2 separate regions of the Mus musculus genome follow, and region 1 is linked to region 2. The links are chromatin contacts, called in public HiChIP or PLAC-seq maps. All regions are on one chromosome and are shown on one strand. Each heading gives the region's core, a stretch centred on a gene start, on an enhancer-like site or on the middle of the called end of the contact. The rest is flanking DNA. Distances are from core to core; before and after follow the strand shown. Region 1 has its middle 160 kb from the start of Gm25501. Region 2 overlaps Camk2d (calcium/calmodulin-dependent protein kinase II, delta).

The links. HiChIP or PLAC-seq counts read pairs in DNA pulled down with a chosen protein or histone mark.
Region 1: a CTCF HiChIP or PLAC-seq map of the NIH/3T3 cell line shows a contact between it and region 2, with 11 read pairs. The contact joins two enhancer-like sites. A contact is called at or near these places in 1 of 15 datasets of contacts at CTCF or cohesin (the NIH/3T3 cell line), 1 of 484 Hi-C or Micro-C datasets (CD4 T cells), 4 of 115 datasets of contacts at active chromatin or transcription factors (CD8 T cells, cardiomyocytes, double positive thymocytes and 1 more) and 4 of 9 other capture datasets (adipose tissue, embryonic stem cells, liver and 1 more).

The regions. Positions count from the first base shown.
Region 1 is chr3:126,846,613-126,850,127 of GRCm38.p6, reverse strand. No RefSeq gene overlaps it. Among named protein-coding and RNA genes, the nearest start is that of Gm25501, 160 kb to the left of the region's middle. Within about 2 kb of position 1,822, at least 38 of the 459 cell types and tissues checked have an H3K27ac peak or open chromatin away from gene starts, as enhancers often do. A contact at or near this core is called in the NIH/3T3 cell line, where this site is marked.
Region 2 is chr3:126,810,052-126,813,222 of GRCm38.p6, reverse strand. Camk2d (calcium/calmodulin-dependent protein kinase II, delta) reads right to left here. Exons shown (of 21, transcript NM_001346635.1): 16 at 2,536-2,584. Among named protein-coding and RNA genes, the nearest start is that of Gm15551, 140 kb to the right of the region's middle. Within about 2 kb of position 1,467, at least 26 of the 459 cell types and tissues checked have an H3K27ac peak or open chromatin away from gene starts, as enhancers often do. A contact at or near this core is called in the NIH/3T3 cell line, where this site is marked.

The sequences.
Region 1 (3,515 bases), core at 573-3,072, 37 kb before region 2:
CTCATTGTCTGAAGAAAAGAAGAAGACATACATGATCTGCGACAGCTGGATGAGGCGTAGACAGTGTAGTACACACCTGTAGAATACCTCCTGGCTATTCAGGAGGAACTCAAGTATGGGCCCTGTTTAGACTATATAGACTATATATGTGAGTTCAAGGTTAGCCTATGGGGTTCAATAAGAGTATGTTTTCAAATGAAAGTGAAATGCAGGCTGGGGATGTACCTCAGAGATTGAGTACTTGGCAAGAATGCTTAGGGTTCCAAATTCCACGTCCATCATCAACAAACCTCGAAATCAGGACTCTACATCTCCAAATTAAACATAAGAATGTTAAACAAAGATAAAAAAAACCACAAACAAACAAACAAAAAAATGACTGAGCAAATGGGAATATAGGTTAGTGTAGAACCCTGACCTTGTAGCAGCAAATTTTCTTCTAACTAAATTTTATTATATAGTTAGTGGAAAACACCCACAAAATATATAAGAGAATGCACATAGTATGACTTTGTGAGAGAATGAATAGAGGGAACCTGTTTTTATGACTGTTGAATTACTTGAAGATTAGAGTAGTCCTCTGTCTCTTCTGATCTTTTGCTGATGAGGAATCATAGCCTAAATTACAAAATCTCTCCTGAGAAATAAATAATAAAAGTAAGACTTCAATCTCTCTCTCTTTCTCTCTCTCTCTCTTTCCCTACCTCCCTCCCTCCATTCCTCCCTCCCTTCCTTCCTTCCTTTCTTCTCTTTTTTTCTTTATTTCCAGTAAATTTAGAGTTAACTAGGAACTAAGCCAGATGCATAGAAATGAGAGAGGTAAGAGAGGCCAGTGACATGGCAAGCCAGAGCAGTGGATTTTTTTGTTTGTTTGTTTTGTTGTTGTTGTTGTTTTTTGTAAGCTCAAAGTGTTCAAATTTGCTTTCGGGATTATGCAGGTATCTTTCCTTACAACAGAAAACCATATTTTGTTAAGAACCTCAATGATAAGATCAATGTGATGGAGACACACAGTGTCATTTCTTCCTGGTGAACCTGGGGCTTTGGAACCCACTCTCTGGTTCCTCTTCTCATTCTCTTTGCTCACTCTCTGCAAAGAGAATCATGACATCATCCCAGTGGTCAGGCCGAGCAAGCCTTTGGCTGCCTCTCCCTCAAACCTTGGGATATATCTTGTGGAATAAGTAAAGGGTTGTTGTATGCTAGAGTTTGATTTCTTCTTAAGCTACTTCTCTCGTCTGAGTTTGACTTACCCTTAAGCAGAACTTATTTACCTGTTTAGTTCTTAATGAATTCTTGGCTGAAGCATGACTCTTGGACAGGACAGGACAGGATATGCAGGAGCCCATATAATCCATTTTCACCATGGCACCTGTCATATAGTAATCATATAGTAGGCGGCTTGATCAGTGTCTCTCCTGTTTTTCATCCCTACATTAAGGACTCTTTGTTTTGTTATCTTCCCCACTTCTTATCTCCAATTGTCAGCCTGGTGCCTATGCTGCACCCTAAGGCATCCAGTTTCCTGTAGCTTTTTGGATCATGTATGGCTCTATATTAAGCCATCCTTGATTGATCTGCAGAGAGGAAATATAGGAGGGTAAACTTAATGTCAGTTTTGAAGATCAGTCCTTTCAAGCCTGTGGCCCAAAGGGAGTTTTTCTCACTGGTGTACACAGTAGAGTGCCTGATCCTTTTTGGGGGTGGGTGTGGGTGTGGAAAAGGCTGCTAAGTGATAATATTGAAGGAACACAGATGAGTGGAAAGTAAATCATGAGAATGACTGTTGCTTTTCCCAGACTGCGATGACTAAGCAACTCCTGTGGAAGCCTCTGAGTCACCTGTGATGAGCAGTGGGGTGCAGACAAGAAGCACTGCACAGAACTCACACACATCTCCAAGCACTTTGCCCTCACCACAGCAAGCTTCTCCAGGGGCAGGGGTGGGTGGAACAGCCCTGCAGATGCACCAACTGTCAATTCTCTGTGCCTGTGGAATCAGTAGGTGGGAACTGAATGAGATCCTTGATGTTTATGGATTCCTACCACCCTACCTCTAGATCCATGAGGACTCTTCGCCTGAGGGATATAGTTCATATATAGACAGGATAGGTCCTGTTGAGACAGGACCCTTCTGGAATGTTGATAGAAAAGTGAGGTGCAGCAGACAATGGTGGTTCAAGTCAGGTAGAGGGAACTTTAAGGGATTGCTTTTGAGTGAGAGTGTAGACCATTGCATGTGTTTGTATGGAGCAATAATACATCTTGACTTCTATTTTAACAAGGCTGCTTTGTGTGCTGCATTGGGAATAGAGAAGCATCAGCACAGATAATAGGTATGTATGAGAAGCTGAGAGATTTGTGAGGATGATGTTCCAGGAATATAAACAAGATGAGGATGATCTGAGTCAAGGCTAGCAGAGAGCAGATGGAAGTGCTCACAAAATGGCTTCATTTGAAAAGTGATAGTTTTTAAATTAAAAAGAACTAAAAATGAGTGCAAGGTTTCTGTCCTGATCAATAAGAACTAAGTTGCCAATTATTGAGATGTAGAATAAGCAATAAGAGAATATTTTGGAACAGACTAAAGGGTCTAAGTAGTGGATCTGTTGACTTGAGATGTCTATTGGACCTATATTGTTGATTCATATAAGAAGTCAGGCAGGTGCGTGTGTTTGGAGTTAGGAAATGTGATCTAGTGGCGGGGGATATATTTGAGTATCATTAAAGTAATTTACAACGATGAAGATAAGATCCAACTATTTTAGGGATGAATGAAGTAGAGAAGGAGGAGGAAGGAGAGGAGGAGAAGGAGAAGGAGGAGGAGGAGGAGGGAGAGGAGGAGGAAGAGGAGGAGGAGGGAGAGGAGGAGGAGGAGGGAGAAGAGGAGGAGTAGGAGTAGGAGGAGTAGGAGGAGTAGGAGGAGTAGGAGAAACTTTGGTTTTTTTTTTTTTGGTTTTTTTTTTTTTTTTTTTTATGTGATTAACCAAAGGTTGAGAAGCAGCATCTAGACAGGCTGGTGCAGCATCAGGCAAGCATCATTTAGAAAGGTTGGCAGAGCACCAGGCAAGTATAAAGCAACATGTGCTCCAATTGGAGACTGTGAACCACTGGGTGAGATGCTGCTGAGACAGTAAGTAAAACAAGGGCCAAAAATGTATTCTTGCTTTAACAACATAATAGTCACGGAAAAGAAAAGTGTGAGGTGGGCATTGGAATGTTTAAGAGTGGAGGGAGAGCTGGGTAGTAGGGCTCAAGGGTGGAATCAAAGCAGAAAGACTAAAGGTTGGGCTGAAGACATGGCTGCCAGTAAGGTTCTTTCTGTGAAACATGGAAACCTGAGTTTGAGTACATAGCACATCCCATGAACAAATTCTGTTTGATAGCACAGGCATTTGACACTAAGGTTAGAGTTGGGGAGATAGGCAGATTCTTAGGGTTCACTGACCAGCCAGTCTAGCTGAAGCAACAAGTCCCAATTCTCAACGATAGCCTCTCTCTTGAAAAATAAAGGGA
Region 2 (3,171 bases), core at 218-2,717:
AGGATCTGCTCTCAAAGGGCTGCATATATTTTAGAGGGAAGACAGCTGAGGCCTATATGGTCTATACCAGTATGATCAAGCAGAAATGAAATTTATTCATTAGGTTCCAGAAAATAAATGTGAGCACCCTGTGCTCAATTATTACCTAGACATTTTCTTTAATCTTATATTATACTTGTTAATCTTAGTTTTATACTTAATTTCTAAAATTTTGTGTGTATAAGTCTGTTATAACCCTAAAAACAAATAGTGCATCAATTTTTCAAATCCCCAAGGGAAACTTTGGCTCATTTTATTTTGACTTGTTTCTTTGAGTCAGGTCTCACTATGTCCACAGGGCAGGTCTAGACCTCATTTTATATCCACTTTTAACCTTAAACTCTGTGTCCTTTTGCCCCAGCATCTTGAGTGCTGGGATTACAGGTGTGTGCTCCCATGCTCACCTGAGAGACTGTAATAGACACACTGATATGTAGATAAATGAAAGAGAGAGTTATCCTGAGCAAGTACTTAATAGCTCAAGTCAAACTCAGATGAGAAACATTATAAATTAAAGCCATTCTCATAATTACCAAGGTGTGAAAATGTCCTAGGTGGATGAACTACATATACTGAGGTGTTGGGATTCCCTTCGCTATACTCAGTTATTTAAATATTCGCTCCTCTGGTGGATAACGGATAGGTTTTCAGACACTTGATTAAAAATAGAGACCAGGGAGCAGGGTGGAAGCTAAGACCTGTAGGCCTCAGCAAAGACTGAAAAAAAAAAAAAATAACATATGAGAAAAACAGTAGCTGGCAAAGAGGAGGGCAGGATACCCTTAGCTGAGGCCAGCAGAACCCTGCCACTCATAGGAAGAGTTTTACAGTGTTTAAAGTGGCCCATGGTTCATTATAATATGGAATACATGAAGCTGTATATAGAACTACATGCAACAGAGAATGTGTGAAAAAAAATCAGGCAATGCAATAGGGACAGAAAGATCACATTCCATAACATACAACATCTCCATCCTCCATGAAGCCAGGCTACTCCTGCTCTGAGCTCTCTCTCCCCTGGCCTAATTCCTCTGCTGGAAGTCTCTGTCTCTGTCTGTCTGTCTGTCTGTCTGTCTCTCTCTCTCAAATAAATGGTCTTTACTTCAGCTGCATCAGCCTTGGCTCAGCTCTTTGTTCTGGTGCACAATGACCTAGACTCTCTCTGGGAGTGTCCACCAAACACTTACCTAAGCTGGTATCAAAACCATGTGCAACATTTTATTTAACTGAAGAGCTAATGCTAAAACATTCACAAGATGATCCTTCCTGAATCACTGGCAAAGCTAAATGGTGCATCTGTTTATTTGGTTAACACATATGTTTTTTACGTAATATCAATGACTCAGCAAAAATGGGAGGCGTAGACTTAATCGTAGCCTTGACACTGATCTCTACATTTGCACTCTAAGAAACAATGAGTGTCTTTCTTTAAGAGAAGTAGGGAAGTGCCCTAGTAATACAGAGAGTATGCCTGAACAGTGCCAGTGCTCTACTTAACCAAGAAGAAAAGGAGCAGCAGAGGTGACTGCCAACTGTGGCCTGCAGCCATTTTCATTTCCTAAATTGTCCATCTTCCTCCTGGACCTGAGATCTACTTACTGGTTATTTATTCTATAACACAAGTTCATATGTTTTTCGAGACTATTTCATTAACGCTACCTAAAGAATTATAGAATTTAGTGACATTTTTACAAAAGGTACTTCCCAGTTAAGATTTAGCTAATGGATGAATCACATTTTTTCAATTCTTCAAATATATTTTACCCTCCTTTAAATGTTTATTTTAAATATCTTTATTATTATAATAATATTTCAGAATATATTCTACCCAAGCAAAGAGGAAGCTATACATACTGAGCTACAGCAAGAACACAAAACTGCACAAGAAAATGGAGCAAAATTAACACTTCAAAACCAACTATGTGGTCAGAGGAAGTAGAGTAAACCTGAAGTACATATTGAGCATGTTTGTGCGGTGGTTCTGTGATTTCAATAGCTTGATAGCTTTGGCAAACAAAATGAAATGGATGTCAAAGCTATATTAAGAAAGTCTATGAAACCCAAGCCAAAAAGCTCCCAAAATCATAAAGCTCCATTGATATTCAATGGAGACCGTTAAAAATTATTAGAATATTTTCATAACACTTCTTCAGAATATAATCTTGAATACAGTTTTCTATACAAGCTTTAATGATATATATAAAATGTATATATATTTTATTCAACTTTTGACTGACATGTTTAAAATCAGTCGTTAGCTGCAATGTCAACAATATGCTTGCACAGAACACATGTTTAAATTTAAATCACATGAAATGTGAAAAAGCTGACATATTCACAGAGTGATTCATTATCCAGAATAATGTATTCATAAAACAAAACAAAAAAGAATTTCTTTTGGGATAAATCTTCTTCCTAGTTTAAAGTGAACAAGCTTTGCTGTGATGGATGTGGCTCTGTGAATTAGGGCTTTCCCACTCTTTGCCTCAAGCCTACCTTTCACGTCTTCATCCTCAATGGTGGTGTTTGAGCTCTCAGTTGACTCCTGTGCAGAGGGAAACACAGCTTTAAGCTTCACAAAACAGAGAGCTAGCTCTTATGACAAACTTGGCTGGTGATGCATACAGATCATGCAAACTTCTTCAGCAGGCTGTGTGCATATGCCGACATGCAAATGGACACATATGTCAAGTGACTTTCAACAGAAACAAGATGTCATATGCTGCAAACATTTCAAAGGGAGCACTCTGGTTGCCTAGTCACGGATGCAGGATAAATCCAGGTGATTTGTAGAAGCAGAAGAAGTATGTAGTTTATTTGAAGATGAATTGCATGAGTTCACATTACAGTGCCTCATACAGTGTGTTTTTAGGAGAAGTGGAATATTTCAGCAGAATAAATTTTAAATTTAAAATACATGTTTTTTTTTTCTTTCCCTAATGAACCTCAAAAGTAGCAAGTTTTTGCATTGGGCACTGTGTTGAGTATAGAATTTGCTATTTGTCTACCCTGCACCTGTGTGGAGAAAGGGCGCTCATTTCATCAGAAGCTGGGACTATCCAGCTGAGCCAGGCTGAGCACAGCTGTCACAAAGTTTCAGGTTTATCTTTAGGACACTGAGATCGTAAGGCA